2 separate regions of the Oryctolagus cuniculus genome follow, and region 1 is linked to region 2. Evidence: chromatin contacts called from public Hi-C data. All regions are on one chromosome and are shown on one strand. The core of a region is the stretch at or near the end of the contact, and the rest is flanking DNA. Distances in the headings are between cores, read along the strand shown.

The links. Hi-C and Micro-C count contacts between places; a contact is called where the count stands out from the background.
Region 1: a Hi-C map of an unstated tissue shows a contact between it and region 2, with 2.7 times the contacts expected there. The contact joins the promoter of DOP1A here to the promoter of PGM3 in region 2. A contact is called at or near these places in 4 of 6 Hi-C or Micro-C datasets (ear pinna, embryonic fibroblasts, liver and 1 more).

Annotation. Positions count from the first base shown.
Region 1 is chr5:89,345,268-89,351,832 of mOryCun1.1, forward strand. It overlaps DOP1A (DOP1 leucine zipper like protein A), which reads right to left and starts at 1,749. Exons shown (of 37, transcript XM_070073832.1): 1 at 1,614-1,749. UBE3D (ubiquitin protein ligase E3D) reads left to right here and starts at 5,734. Exons shown (of 10, transcript XM_070073840.1): 1 at 5,734-5,948.
Region 2 is chr5:89,204,225-89,211,316 of mOryCun1.1, forward strand. It overlaps PGM3 (phosphoglucomutase 3), which reads left to right and starts at 5,662. Exons shown (of 13, transcript XM_002714453.5): 1 at 5,662-5,805. It overlaps RWDD2A (RWD domain containing 2A), which reads right to left and starts at 5,666. Exons shown (of 3, transcript XM_008263156.4): 1 at 5,539-5,666; 2 at 4,354-4,583; 3 at 1,426-2,358. The coding sequence starts at 4,554. The coding sequence ends at 1,681.

The DNA of each region.
Region 1 (6,565 bases), core at 499-2,998, 140 kb after region 2:
CTGCTTCTTAAGTTTAGGAAATGCAATAATAACCTTCCCATGTAAAGAATTAGTACATAGAAGCATAGTGGTAAAAGATTTTGAAGCATTAATAGCCATTAATGCTTGATTTTTATGAAGAAATCAAAAAGTAAGCCTGATTTAACTCAGTGTGTTCTCAAATTATTTGCCAGGGGACACTTTCAGGGTGGTAAGCCTCTTAAATGACTTTAGTATAATGTTCAGGGAAAACCCTGGTATTTTCGAATTCCCTTCAACAGAGGTCAAAACTGAGGCTTAAAGTGTTGACACCTGGTCAGCAGCAGCAGGAGGCTTGAATGTAATCTCTTCATTTCCCGGCTAGAGATATTTCTGCCACTTTACTGAACTCCTCTCACTATCCAGGCACACAGGTTCAAAGCTTGATTGACAACATTTACATTTAACCTAACAGTTTGGATATGGTGCTACATTTTCTCCTTTGTATATTAAATTAGTTATCGTACATTCTTTGTCCACTTGGACCCCCTAAAAAAATCAAGTTCACCTGCAGACTTCCTAGTGTTGACCGATACGGGGAATGAGTGCGTTGAGAGTGGTGGCTCAAAGTAATTACTGAAATAAAGCATTTGGATTACCTGTGGTTTTAATTTGCTCAACCTTGTCAGCTGAACTAAATCACTGTGTTGTCAGTTGAGTCACTTAGCTAACATGTTGTTCACAGAAGGTCATATGATATCTACCAAAAAAAAAAAATGCAAGAATGTATCTCTTCCTAAATATCGAAACTGAAAGACTTTGGCTCTACTGTTCAGGGCTTATTAGGCAGTTTCTTACATGTTTTTGTAAGTGTGGAAATTTGTGATTAACTATAGTATCGCTCAGGTCTTTTCCAATCTTTAGATTTCTCAAACTCCACGGAACTCTAAGGTACTATAAGAATAATCAAAATACGATTTGCCTAGCTTTAAAAAACTACAGTTGTGTGCCATTTCTGCTCCTTCAGGGTAGGGGAGAAGGAAGAGGAGCCTGGACAAGTAACTACTGTTATGTTACAACTTCAAATGCCTGGGAATCAAAGGTGATAATTGTTAACAACTTCCTTGTGGCTACCCTGACTTCCGCCTAATTTATTTCGGCACTCCTCTCTAACCTGTCCATGGGAACACTGACCACAGCTGGCAACCGTGTCTCAATCATAAAAGAACCCACCAGATGAATGAGAGCCCGACGCCCGGATTCTTCCAACAAAGAGCTCAGTCCACGCGCCCTGGCCACACAGGTGCGAGCGCTGCCCCAGCCCTGCGCCCGGCTCGGCCCCAGCGCGGGAGGCTCGGGACCCGCCACCGCCACCGCCAGTCGCCCGGCCCCGCCTCCGACGACCCAGCCTGGGCCGCCCTCGCGCCCCCGCCAGGCCCCGGCCCTCCCGTCCCCACTCAGGTCCCAACTCCGGGGAAACCGCAGAGCCGCTGGCGGGCACAGAGGCTCCAGACGGGCCGGGGCGGCAACACCCCCGACGCCACAGCAGCCAGCCCCGCGGAGCGTCCCCGCGGCTCCGGAGCAAGCCGGCGGCGGAGGCTGTACGGGGCCGGCGGCCAGCCTCGCGACCGCGCTGGGGGCGTGGACGCTGTTACCTGCCGTGGGCTCGGCCGCTCCCCGCCGGCGCCGCTCTCCTGGCAACCGAGGCGGCGACACGGAGGCCGGGGCCGAAGGGCCTAGTGACAGCTCCCAGCGTGCACCGCGTCGCGCTCACGTCGACGTCGACGGCCTTGGGTCTCCGCCCCCGGTGCGCTCCTTTCCTCCCGGTGCTAAACTGTCGCCACAGCGCCCTCAAGTGGACTCTGCGCGGAAGCGGCCACAGAACCAATGGCTGGAATGGGCCAGAGTTTTTTTTTTAATAGCAGGTGTTTTAAATTTACCAAAGCTCCATCTTGATGGAGAATTTGAAGGTCTAATAGGAATTGAAAACAGCTTTGAAATAATTATTTAAATATTATTTAAGTAATCCTATAATATCTTGTATGAGTAACCTGAGGCTTAGAATAGTTAGACTTGCAAGGCTAAGAGACAAATAATTGATATCAAATTTCAGATAATATTGAGTCCACAGTTCTTTCAGTAATAACAAGTTACTCCAAGGAAGATTGTGCCATTATATCCAGTCCAAATGGCAAAAAATAAAATAAAGGTTTTATGAGTTCATGACTATGTATGAAATATAGCAGTTTTTAAAAAAGATTTATTTATATATTTGAAAGAGTTACACAGAGAGAGAAGGACAGGCAGAGAGAGAGAGAGAGAGAGAGAGAGGTCTTCCATGTACTGGTTCACTCCCTAATTGGCCACATTGGCTGGAGCTGCCCAGATCCGAAGCCAGAAGCCAGGAGCTTCTTCCAGGTTTCCCACGTGGGTGCAGGGGCCCAAGGAATAGAAATCTTTTAGACTAATAAAACACCAGTTATGAAGAGCATGAATGATTAAGAATGGGATACATTTAATATCTTCGCGGTGTAAGGGTGAGAGGTTATGTCAGGAGTTTAAATCTTCACCCTTCAAACAGAATTATTTGAGACTGAAAGTAGCAGTAACCTTTATTTTTTAACTGAATTGTTATTTCAATGATCATGAATTATTGTGATCATATAAGAATTTGTACTGCAACACGATAATCTTAAAAAGCCCCAAATATAGATTTCCAAAAAATTACTATTATTTTTTAATATGACAGGTAGAGTTGTAGACAGAGAGACAGAGAGAAAAGTTTTTCTTCCATTCATTCACTCCCCAAATGGCTGCTACGGCCGGCGCTACGTCCATCTGAAGCCAGGAGCTAGGTGCTTCTTCCTGGTCTCCCATGCAGGTGCAGGGGCCCAGGCACTTGGGCCATCCTCCACTGCCTTCCTGGGCCACAGCAGAGAGCTGAACTGGAAGAGGAGCAACCAGGACTAGGACCCCGCACCCATATGGGATGCCGGCATTGCAGGCGGAAGATTAATCAAATGAGCCATGGAGCTGGCCCCAGAAAAATTACTTTAAATTAGTATCTTTAGGGATACTACAGGATTTATGTATCTAGCATTGATTTAGGTATTACATATTTAGAAATGCTTCTGATTAATAGATTTCATGTGAGGTAATTATGGCTTTGAAATGATAAAGTAGAACATTAAACATAGGATTTTCTGTATACAAGTTGTCATTGTTTTCATTTTTGTAAAAGCGGTGTTTCTTTTTTAAAAAAATTCCTGTTTTAATTCTAATGTGGCCTTAAATTGTATTACTTCTCCATTGTAAGTATTCACACTAAACCAGATCCTTTTATTTGCTGTATCAAACTTTCCAAAATGATCTTGCAGTAGCAATGAAGCTACCATTTTTCCGAGTGAGTTTCTGCAAAAGAAAGTAGTGGAAATTTACATATGGGATCATTCTCATCTTTCTTATTTACAAAAGTTATATGAAGTACTCCAAAAAGTTCATGGAAATGGAATTTAAAAATATAGGGGGACTGGCGCTGTGGCGCACTAGGTTAATCCTCCACCTGCGGAGCTGGCATCCCATGTGGGCACCGGTTCTAGTCCCGGTTGCTCCTTTTCCAGTCCCGCTCTCTGCTGTGGCCCCAGGAAGGCAGTGGAGGATGGCCCAAGTACTTGGGCCCCTGCACCCACGTGGGAGACCAGGAAGAAGCACCTGGCTCCTGGCTTGAAATCGGCGCAGCGCTGGCCATGGCAGCCATTTGGGGAGTGAATCAACGGAAGGAAGAACTTTCTCTCTCTCTCTCTCTCTCTCAAACTCTGCCTGTGAAATAAATAAAAAAATCTTAAAAAAAATATAAAGTTTGTTTGTTAACACAAACACTACCACTTCAAGGCACTTTTGCAGTTGATGATATTAGTAATTTAGTTCATCCCCAAAAAACTGCAGGTCTGGGGAACTTAACCATGGCAATGTAGTCTTTGTACCTTAATAACTGAAGAAAAATGGGGGCCTTTTAAAGATTCTTTTTTCAGAATTAAGAAACAAAAAAAGGACTGTAGGGTGAATACCCAATGATTTCTCATCAAATGTCTTGTTTGATAAGAGGAAGGCACCGGAGCTTTGTTGTGGAAACAACTCTAGTGAAGCATTCCCTGACATTTTTCTGCTGAGATTTTGGCTAACTTTTTCTAGACACTCCCCCAATAAGCAGATGTTCCTGTTTTTGCTCTTCCAGAGAGTCAACAAGCAGAAAGTCTCAAGCATCCCCCATAACTGTTGCTGCCACTTTTGCTCTTGAGTGGTCCACTTTGGCTTGGACTGGACCACTTAATGCCTCTTGGTAGCCATTGCTTTGATTGTGCTTTGTCTTTAGGATTGGACTGGCAAAGCAACGTTTCGTGTCCTGTTTAGATTCTTTGAGGGGCTGGTGCAGTGGGCCAAGCCTCTGCCTGTGGTGCCAGCATCCTATATGGGCCCCAGTTTGTGTCCCAGGTACTCCTCTAGAGATCCATCTCTCTGCTTGTGGCCTGGGAAAGCAGTGGAGGATGGCCCAAGTGCTTGGGCCCCTGCACCCACATAGGAGACCTGGAAGAAGCTCCTGGCTGCTGGCTCTGGATCGGCGCAGCTCCTGCCCTCAAGGCCACCTGGGGAGTGAACCAGGGGATGGAAGACCTTTCTGTATCTCTCTCTCCCTCTCTCTGTCTTTAACTCTACCTCACAAATAAATAAATAAAATATTTTAAGGAAAAAAAAGGATTCTTGGAAGAAATGCTTCTGGATCTTGATCCTCCTTGTTTCAAATTTCTGTTGAAAGTTTAGCTCTTACCTGCAGCCGAGGTGAGTGCAACAGTTTTGGCACCTAAAAAGCAGATAGTTAGTTCCATTTTAGTTTTTTCATTCAGAATGTGTAAGTGGAACCAATTGAGATGTCTGTGGTGTTGGCTATTGTTTCTGCTATAAATTGCCAGTCCTCTTCACGCTGGGCATGAACAAGATTGGTGTTTTCCTCATAAACTGACGTGGTTGGTCTGCCACGTGGGCTACATCTTCAATATCATCCCATGCCATCTTATAAACAAGTTATCCCCGTGTAAACTGCTGCTTTCTGTGGGGCATTGTCCCCATAAGCCTTTTGTAAAGCATCCGTGATTTCACCCTTTGTCCAAGCTTTGTCCACATTGGTTGTTTGCTTTTGCTTTAATTTTAACAGCATTCATGCTGCTCTATTAGGGACTCCTTTCAAATCGATGTCATATGCTTTTTAGTGCGCCAACATAAATCCCATTCTTTATAACAAATAAGCATGAGTTTTATTTGGGTGCACATACATTTGAAATCCATGCAAGGTCTCCCCCTGAGTATGCGGTTTCTATGAACTTGCTGAGGACCCCTCATACGACTTAGTCCGCTGAGTCAAGATACGAGACTTCAACCACGCTCTTCTGCGTAGGCAGCAGGAAACCTCCTTACATTTTCACAAGTTCCGTCTCGGAGCTATATTGTCTGATTAGCGATGCCAAGTCAATCCTTGACTTTTTTTTTTCTCAGACACCAACAAGAGATTCTAGCTCACAAAAAAAGACCAAAGTAAAGTGGGTTTGGGAAAGGGAATTTCTGCTCTCGGACCTCCTGGGGACGGTCCGCACCATTATCTCCCTTCTTGGAGCCCTGTCCTACCCACACCAGCCAAGAGACCCCCGGTGTGGTCCTTTTCCAGGGAGGCTAAGGCGCCAGGTCGGCCCAGGGATTTTGAAAGTCTGCCCCCAACCTCCAGGCGGCGCTGTGGGCTGGAAGTGATCGCGTCAGGGCGGTCGCCGCCGCCGCCGCTGCTACCACTACGGCTGCCGCTACCGCCGCCGCTCGGGCCCCACGTGCACCCGCTGCTGGCCCTGGGGGCCCGGGGGTCACCAGAACCTCCGGCGCGGTCCCGCGTGTACGACCCGGCCCCCGCCATGGCGGCAACCGCGGCGGAGACGCGCGTGTTCCTGGAGGTGCGGAGACGGCTGCCGAGCGCGCTGCTCATCGTGGGGTAAGCGCGGGGTGGGCGTGTGGGCTCCCAGGGGCGGTGCCGCCTCACGTCTCCACGGCCGCCGTGTGTGTGTGTGTGTGGGGGGGGTGGGTGTGTTGGGGGGCTCTCCGCTCCTCTCTTTTCCTAGTTGCTCTGAGCCTCTCGGTACTCGAGGTGAAGTCCTCCCCACCCCCTCCCGGAAGTCCCACACCCTGACGGGGAGCTTCAGCATCTCTTCCGAGCTTCCTAGAGGTGCAGGGTCTCAGCCCCACCCCGGGAGTGCTGGGTTTACCGAGTCCCAGGATTCCAGTGCACGGTGAAGTTGAGGAGCCCTGGTGCAACACACCATTGGTAGTGCCTGGCGTTTCTAACAAAACTATGACAAAAAAAAAAAAATCCGTATTTACCATTATTTGGGTGGTAGATCAGTTCTAATGTTTCTTGTTTTGTAAAAAAACAAACAAACAAACAAAAAACCCGGTTTTTGTTACTGTTTTTTTCTTCTCCTATCATTCATCCAGTAAACCTGTGTTCAGCGAATGGCCAACAAAGGTTACAGACTTACGGAACTTATTTTTTCCCTCATATTCCCAAGTTCCC
Region 2 (7,092 bases), core at 4,412-6,911:
CAGCGGATTTGAAGATCTCTGCCTCCCTCTCTCTGCAACTGTAAAATAAATCTTAAATAAAAAAATGAACCCAGTTCCAAGGCTTTCACAGGCGCAAGAGTCTGCTTAGTTCCAAACCCTTGCTCTGTTATATCTCCTAACAGAAGGACAGAGGTCTGCATCCTAGACACACACACAGAAAAGGGGGAGGACTGTTAGTTCTGCACACTCAGCACACACAACACACCATCCAACAGAATGTGTGGAGAAATGGGGACCAAAACTCTCCCCTCCATGTTACCAAATCCTGTCATCCAGTTCCAGCATTCAGAGGGGTCCAGGACACGAGTGAGTTGCCTGGCGCCCAGCAGGAGGGTGGAATGTTCCCCAGGAGAGGGTGGCAGTTGCTGAGGAGGGACCATGGCAACAGGGAAGGCTGCGGAGGCATCTGAGACACCCGGAAATTCTTGGGGAGGGCTGGGGACCCGGCAGTGAGAAGGCGCCACAAGAGCTACTTAATGAGTTATCATTAAACTTTTGAAGGGCCGGCGCCGCGGCTCACTAGGCTAATCCTCCGCCTAGCGGCGCCGGCACACCGGGTTCTAGTCCCGGTCGGGGCGCCGGATTCTGTCCCGGTTGCCCCTCTTCCAGGCCAGCTCTCTGCTGTGGCCAGGGAGTGCAGTGGAGGATGGCCCAAGTGCTTGGGCCCTGCACCCCATGGGAGACCAGGAGAAGCACCTGGCTCCTGCCTTTGGATCAGCGAGGTGCGCCGGCCGCAGCGCCGCCGGCCGCGGCAGCCATTGGAGGGTGAACCAACGGCAAAAGGAAGACCTTTCTCTCTGTCTCTCTCTCTCACTGTCCACTCTGCCTGTCAAAAAAAAAAAAAAAAAAAAAAACACTTTTGAAAACAGCTAGCAGAGTTCCGAATTTTCAGAATAGATAGCACTGACTTAACACCGAAATGTACTTTTTTGTTCCCCCACTAATAAGGTGACAGTGCAGTCATCCACACTGGTCTCCTCTCAACACTCTGTAGACAAGAAGCCATATTTATTTTGTGGATAAGAACTGGGCGAAGAATATTGCTAGTATCATTAATCAACTGATAGAAGCAGCCAAAAAAAGAACACGTAGCATTGTGCATCATCTTCATTCCTCTTGTGGCTTCATTGCTATGATTCCTCTGCCCTTGCTGTCTGGATCTAGTGTAACTCAAAGAAAACACTCAAATCAGAGGTTTAACGTCAAGAAATGTAGTAAACATGTGCTCTCCCTTTGTCTCATTTTATCCTTGATTTAGAACTCACCTAAAATAACGAAAGACAAGTTGGCATGTCACCCGTGTACTGGCATCATGAAAAGGAGGAATGTTATTAATATTTATGAATATACAACTGCAGTCTGCTGTTTGATGTTAACTGGGTTTTGGACTCGTCTTAAATCAACTCCACTGGTTAAATGTTTTATTAACTTACAATGAAATTGTTTCAAGTGACTTAATACAAGAAGATAACATCACAACTTTACAGTTATAAAGTTAAAAGGCCCTTTCATTTCATGACCAGTTGAAACTCATTACCAGGTAAAAATCCTGGAGCTAGGTCTTCCACCAAGGATGCTACACAGCCTTGGCCTTTGTACTTTGGTCTTGTTAACGTCAATACTGAGTGAACTTACAAATACCGGCCTCTTAATGACTTCCTAGGACTCTGAGCTTTTGCTCTCGATGCCAAATAGTATCTGAAAAACATGCTCACTTTTGTGTTTCTTGAGAAATTCTAAGAACTGACCCAGATTCATGTGATAGTCATTCCTTAATCCGTAGTCACCGTGGGCCTCAAGGAGTAATTCTTCAAAAGAATGGAAAAGACGCAGGTCCTCGCCATCTCCTTCGGTCTCGGTGCTTTCTGCATGCTTACAGGAAATGTGCTTCCAATTGGGGTACCTGATTGTGTGCCAGAACTCCTCGCAGTGCTCTTTGAGACCCTCCACGCAGATTATACCGGGCTTTCCTGTCATGCAAAATCCCGTCACATCCAACCTTTTCCCCACTTCCAAAATCTTTTTCCTTAGGTCCTGCTGGTATATATGGTGGCTGTAGATCCACATGCGGATGAACGTGTTCTTGATGGGCTTTGCCTGGGTAGATGGTTCATACACGAGCTTTCTGCTCAGGAAGTAGGACGCACTGTTGTCTTGTAGCCACTGGATTGCTGCGCACACACACAGCTCACCTGGGTCAAAAGTCCCGATGTAGGAAGTGAGATCTTTGTTGAGAAGCAGCTGCTGCTGTCTGTCAAGCTCAGGTGACCGCCCAAACAGCTGCAGTGCTATGTAGGGGTAGCTGTGAGGCATGGTTACTTGCAGATCAATTTTCACCTTAAAATGAAAATCAGATAAAGAGTGTAAAATCACACACGCTAATTTATCAATGGCAGCTGCATGATTTTTATAAATGAAAGCTACTGTGATTGTTGTGCCAATCATGTACCAAGTACTGTACATACACCATTCCTTCCACTGATACATTTTGTCAGGTATTTATTGAACAACTAACTACATGTGCTGGGTGCCCTGTACTGGGCTTAAAAAATGAAGATGCCAGACACTATTTGTGTCCCTCACCAAATCCAGAGACTAGTGAAGAAGACACACATTGAACTAGTAACTACACACAGCATATTTAAGTTCAGCTGTGAGAAGCGTTACTATGGAAAGTTCAGGGTTTCCTCGCTGTGTGTAACCAGCAGGACAGAATACAGCCTGGGGAAGCAGGAATTCTCTGAGGGAAAGGCAGCTGGGGACTGAGGAGGAGAGCTAACACTGTGTTCTCAAATGCCAAAGCCACATGTTACCTAGGCCATGCTAGTGTTGTTGCAGATAAAAGGATGAGAAGCAGGTAATTAATTTATAACATTTAGATTCTGTATCTATATTTGTTTTCTGTGTATGGTGCCATCAAAAACAAAAACAAAACAGAAAGTTCATTCACTCCTTAAATGCCAGCTTTTCTACAGCTAGTGTTTAGATTTGTGTGATACGTGTAAAAGGTACTCCATAACGTGAGGCAGACTGGTAAGCAACTGTGAGTGAACAGAATAACTGATTGTTTAAGACTGCAAGACATGTTCTATAAAAATGGGAGGCATATTTGTGCAAAAGGTGTGTGTGTTTATATAAAACCCAGGATATCTGCAGAAGGCAGTAGATGAAGCCTTTCATATTGCATACATTCTGCTTTCAGTCAAGAAAAGGGAATAAGCATCTGGAAGGTTCCATCTTATTTGCTGGACAGGAAACTCATGTTCCAGGTGTTCTGGTTAAAAAACTGGGCACCCATGAGAGTATTTCAGGCATGGAAAGCCAAGACACTCTGTCAAAAAAAAATAAATAAAAGAAAAAGAAAAAAATGACCTAAATGAAAGATCTCTGCGAGTGAGATCCCAGTGGAAAGAACAGGCCATCAAAGAAGGAGGTACCTTTCTCTGAAGGGAGGAGAGAACTTCCACTTTGACCATGGCCTTGTCTAAATATGATCAGAGTCGGTAAACTCGGGGCTTCCATAGCCTTGGCAGCTCATGACAAGAGCCTAGGGTGATTACTGATGCCATAAACAAGAGTGTCAATTTGTTAAGTCAACAACAGGAGTCACTGTGCACTTACTCTTCATGTAGGATCTCTGTCCTTAGTGTGCTGTATATTGTGATTTAATGCTATAACTAGTACTCAAACAGTATTTTTCACTTTGTGTTTCTACGTGGGTGCAAACTGTTGAAATCTACTTAATATAAAGCCGGCGCCGTGGCTCAATAGGCTAATCCTCCACCTTGCGGCGCCGGCACACCGGGTTCTAGTCCCGGTTGGGGCGCCGGATTCTGTCCCGGTTGCCCCTCTTCCAGGCCAGCTCTCTGCTATGGCCAGGGAGTGCAGTGGAGGATGGCCCAGGTGCTTGGGCCCTGCACCCCATGGGAGACCAGGAAAAGCACCTGGCTCCTGGCTCCTGCCAGGATCAGCGCGGTGCGCCGGCTGCAGCGGCGGCCATTGGAGGGTGAACCAACGGCAAAGGAAGACCTTTCTCTCTGTCTCTCTCTCTCACTGTCCACTCTGCCTGTCAAAAAAAAAAAAAAAAAAAAAAAAAAAAAAAAAAAAAAAAAAAAGAAATCTACTTAATATATACTAAACTGATCTCCTGTATATAAGAGAAATGAAAATGAATCTTGATGTGAATGGAAGGGGAGAGGGAGAGGGAAAGGGGAGGGTTGCGGGTGGGAGGGAAGTTATGGGGGGGGGGGAGCCATTGTAATCCATAAGCTGTACTTTGGAAATTTATATTCATTAAATAAAAGTTAAAAAAAAAAAAAACTGGGCACCCACCTTGGGCTCCTCAATCTGGAGCGTAATCACAAATTCGATTTTTGGTGGTAGCGCTTCCCTGGTGCCTTCCAAATATCTCTTTATAGTCGTCAAGGCATTTACATCTTCAAGCTTTACTTCTCCTTGGTTAGGAAACATGGAAAGCAGCATTTCCATTTCCAGTAGCTGAAGCTGAAGGCTTTCTTTCACCGAAGCCGACATGTTGTCTCAAAATCCACCTGCCCGGAAGCCTGGAAAGGCAGAGACACTGCGTTTGCCAATGTCAGCTGCTGTCCAGCAAAATTTCCCGCAGGTCCCTTTATGGACAAGCAGTTCCGCAGGAGCGGTTCGCTCTGCCAGCTGGGGGCCCCAACCAGGACATTTGCACCCCCCTGCTTTATCGCCTCCTCCCACATCTAGTATGCACAACATTCCCTAAAAGGCTCCAATACAATCCAGGTTCCCAGTCCCGTTTCCCTCCACCCACCTCCCGATCTAAAGCTGGGAATCTGAGCTTGCAACAGGTGTTCGGATAGTCGCGCTGGCTGCAGGTGGTTGGAGAACCACACCTGTGGACGCCCCGCAGCCTGAATTCCGGGCAGGGCAGGGGCCCCGCTTTGGAAGCGGGTCTCAGGCTTGGGCGGAGCAGCTGGGTGCGGAGTAGGGCCTCAACGCGCGGGGAGGGGCTCTGGGCCTCACAGAGGCGCGAGGGTACCGCCGCCCCCAACGCCTTTTAGGGAGGTCCTTTCTTCCTCTCCCTTGAGCCACAGTAGCCTGGGACAGCATCCTGGGAATTCCGGACGAGTGGGATTCACCCCGCCTAGGCACCCCGGGGCCCGGGCAAGGGATGGGGGCTTAGGAGTAAATAAATGAATGACATTTAGAGCGAGCTCGTTGGAAAGGGAGCACAAGCAGAGACAGTAATGGCCCCAGGAGGCTCCCCGAATTCAACAGTCTGGGAGATGACATCACCGATCGAGAAAGGGATGGCGCCCACTGCGGTGGAGGCCACCTTGTCAGACCTCCCAGATCGAGGCCGGGTTCCCCCGCCCCCGACCCCATCCAGGACCACCGGGTACCCCGGCTTCCCGACACCGAAGGACCTGCCTCTCCCCGCGCCCCGACTTGGAGATGGGAGGCTGCCTATCCGCGGCCGCCTGGCTCTGGACCCTCGGCCCCAACCCCCGGGCCACCGCGGGGCCTCACCCTTCCTGGTCATTCAATGGAAACAGCCCCAGAGCCCGCTCAGAACCGCAACCGCAGTTCTGCAGGCGCGAGCTGCGCGTGACCGCCGAGGAGGCCGGGGCGGGGCCAGCGGGCCCTCGCCCGCCGTGATTGGCCGGGGGGCGTGGCGACGGGCCGGAAGCCACGCAGGGCCACGTCTGCGGACTCGGAGCCCTGGCGTGTGGCAGCGGCGGTTCCCGGGAGGGTGCCTGTGCGCCCGGTGCAGGGGAGCGGCGTGTGCTGGCGGAAGTAAGCCGGGTCCCGGGGCTGCGCGGCGAGAGCGGGCGTTGCAGGCGGCGGGGGTTCGTGCGGGCCGGCGGGCCGGCGGGCCGTGTCCTGGGCCCAGCTGCAAGCTAGCGGCAGGCAAGGGTATGGACAGCGCGGCCCCGCCGACGCGCCTGCCCGCCGCGCCGGGGGAGCGGGCTGCTCAGCCGGCCCGAGGGTCTGGTGCTGGGGTTTTCGCCCACTACCCTGCGGGGAGACCTCGCGGTTGGGAGCGGGGAGTCGAGCCGCGGTTAGGGAGGAGAGCGGAGCTGGAGCTGTTTGAAGATTGGATGGAGAGAAGAGGGATACTCAGTTTTTTGGAGTGGACGCTGTTTTGACTGGTAATGCGAGTATCCACATACTCATTGAAAGTAGTTTTAGAGCCTAAAATGCATTAAAGGATGGAAACGTGTCACCTTGGCATTTTTAAAAAGACTGAATTTAACAGGATTCGTGTACGCGCTTATGCACAATCACGACGCATTCCTGACTGGTCAGTTTTTACAAAAACGTATCCAAGCTTGCGAAAGAGATGTGAGTACTTGGGTCTACACGGAAATAGCATTGCAGAATGTCCACTTTTTCCAACAGGACAAAAGCTGAGGTTTTTGACCATTTTTTGTCGTTTTTGTTCATTGACGCAGTAAAGACCAATAAGCAGATGAGATGGCGAGGCTAGGAGCTAGCTGTGAGACGGCTCATCGCTGGGCAGTTGGGAATGAATTGTGCGTAGTGTTGCAGGGATATGAGGTTGGGAAGTTCCAGTTCATTGGAAGACCCCAGAGAAGGAAGTATTAAAAAACCGTGTTTGGTTTTTAAAATCAAAGGTAGAAGGTGGTTTTACTTGGAAGATGTTTCTGGTTTCTGAGCTTAATTTGCAAGAGTGTCTTGATTCTTAAAAAAAAAAAAAGAATTCCGGCATACAGATTGTGTGAGGGTAATAATTAAAAAGGTTTGTGGGAAGTAGAATTAAAGGGATACTTTATTTTGGTTTGAACATGTTTTTCAAATTCATAGATGGATTTTTCAGAATATGCATTTTCCACGAAGCTTTTGAAAGCCCTTGTATTAGATCTTGTATTAGGAGGCACCTGGAGAGGAAACCCTTGTTCCCTGCTCTTCCTTTGGAGGAAGAACAGCAGAAGCTTACAGATTGCCCAGACGTGTCGGGACGCGCAGCCCCCGCCCACTTGAGGCTCTGACCTTAGGGGACAGCCCGATTCCTGCCCTAGATCTGTTCTGGAGTGGACAAGTTGGGTAGGATCTTCTAGG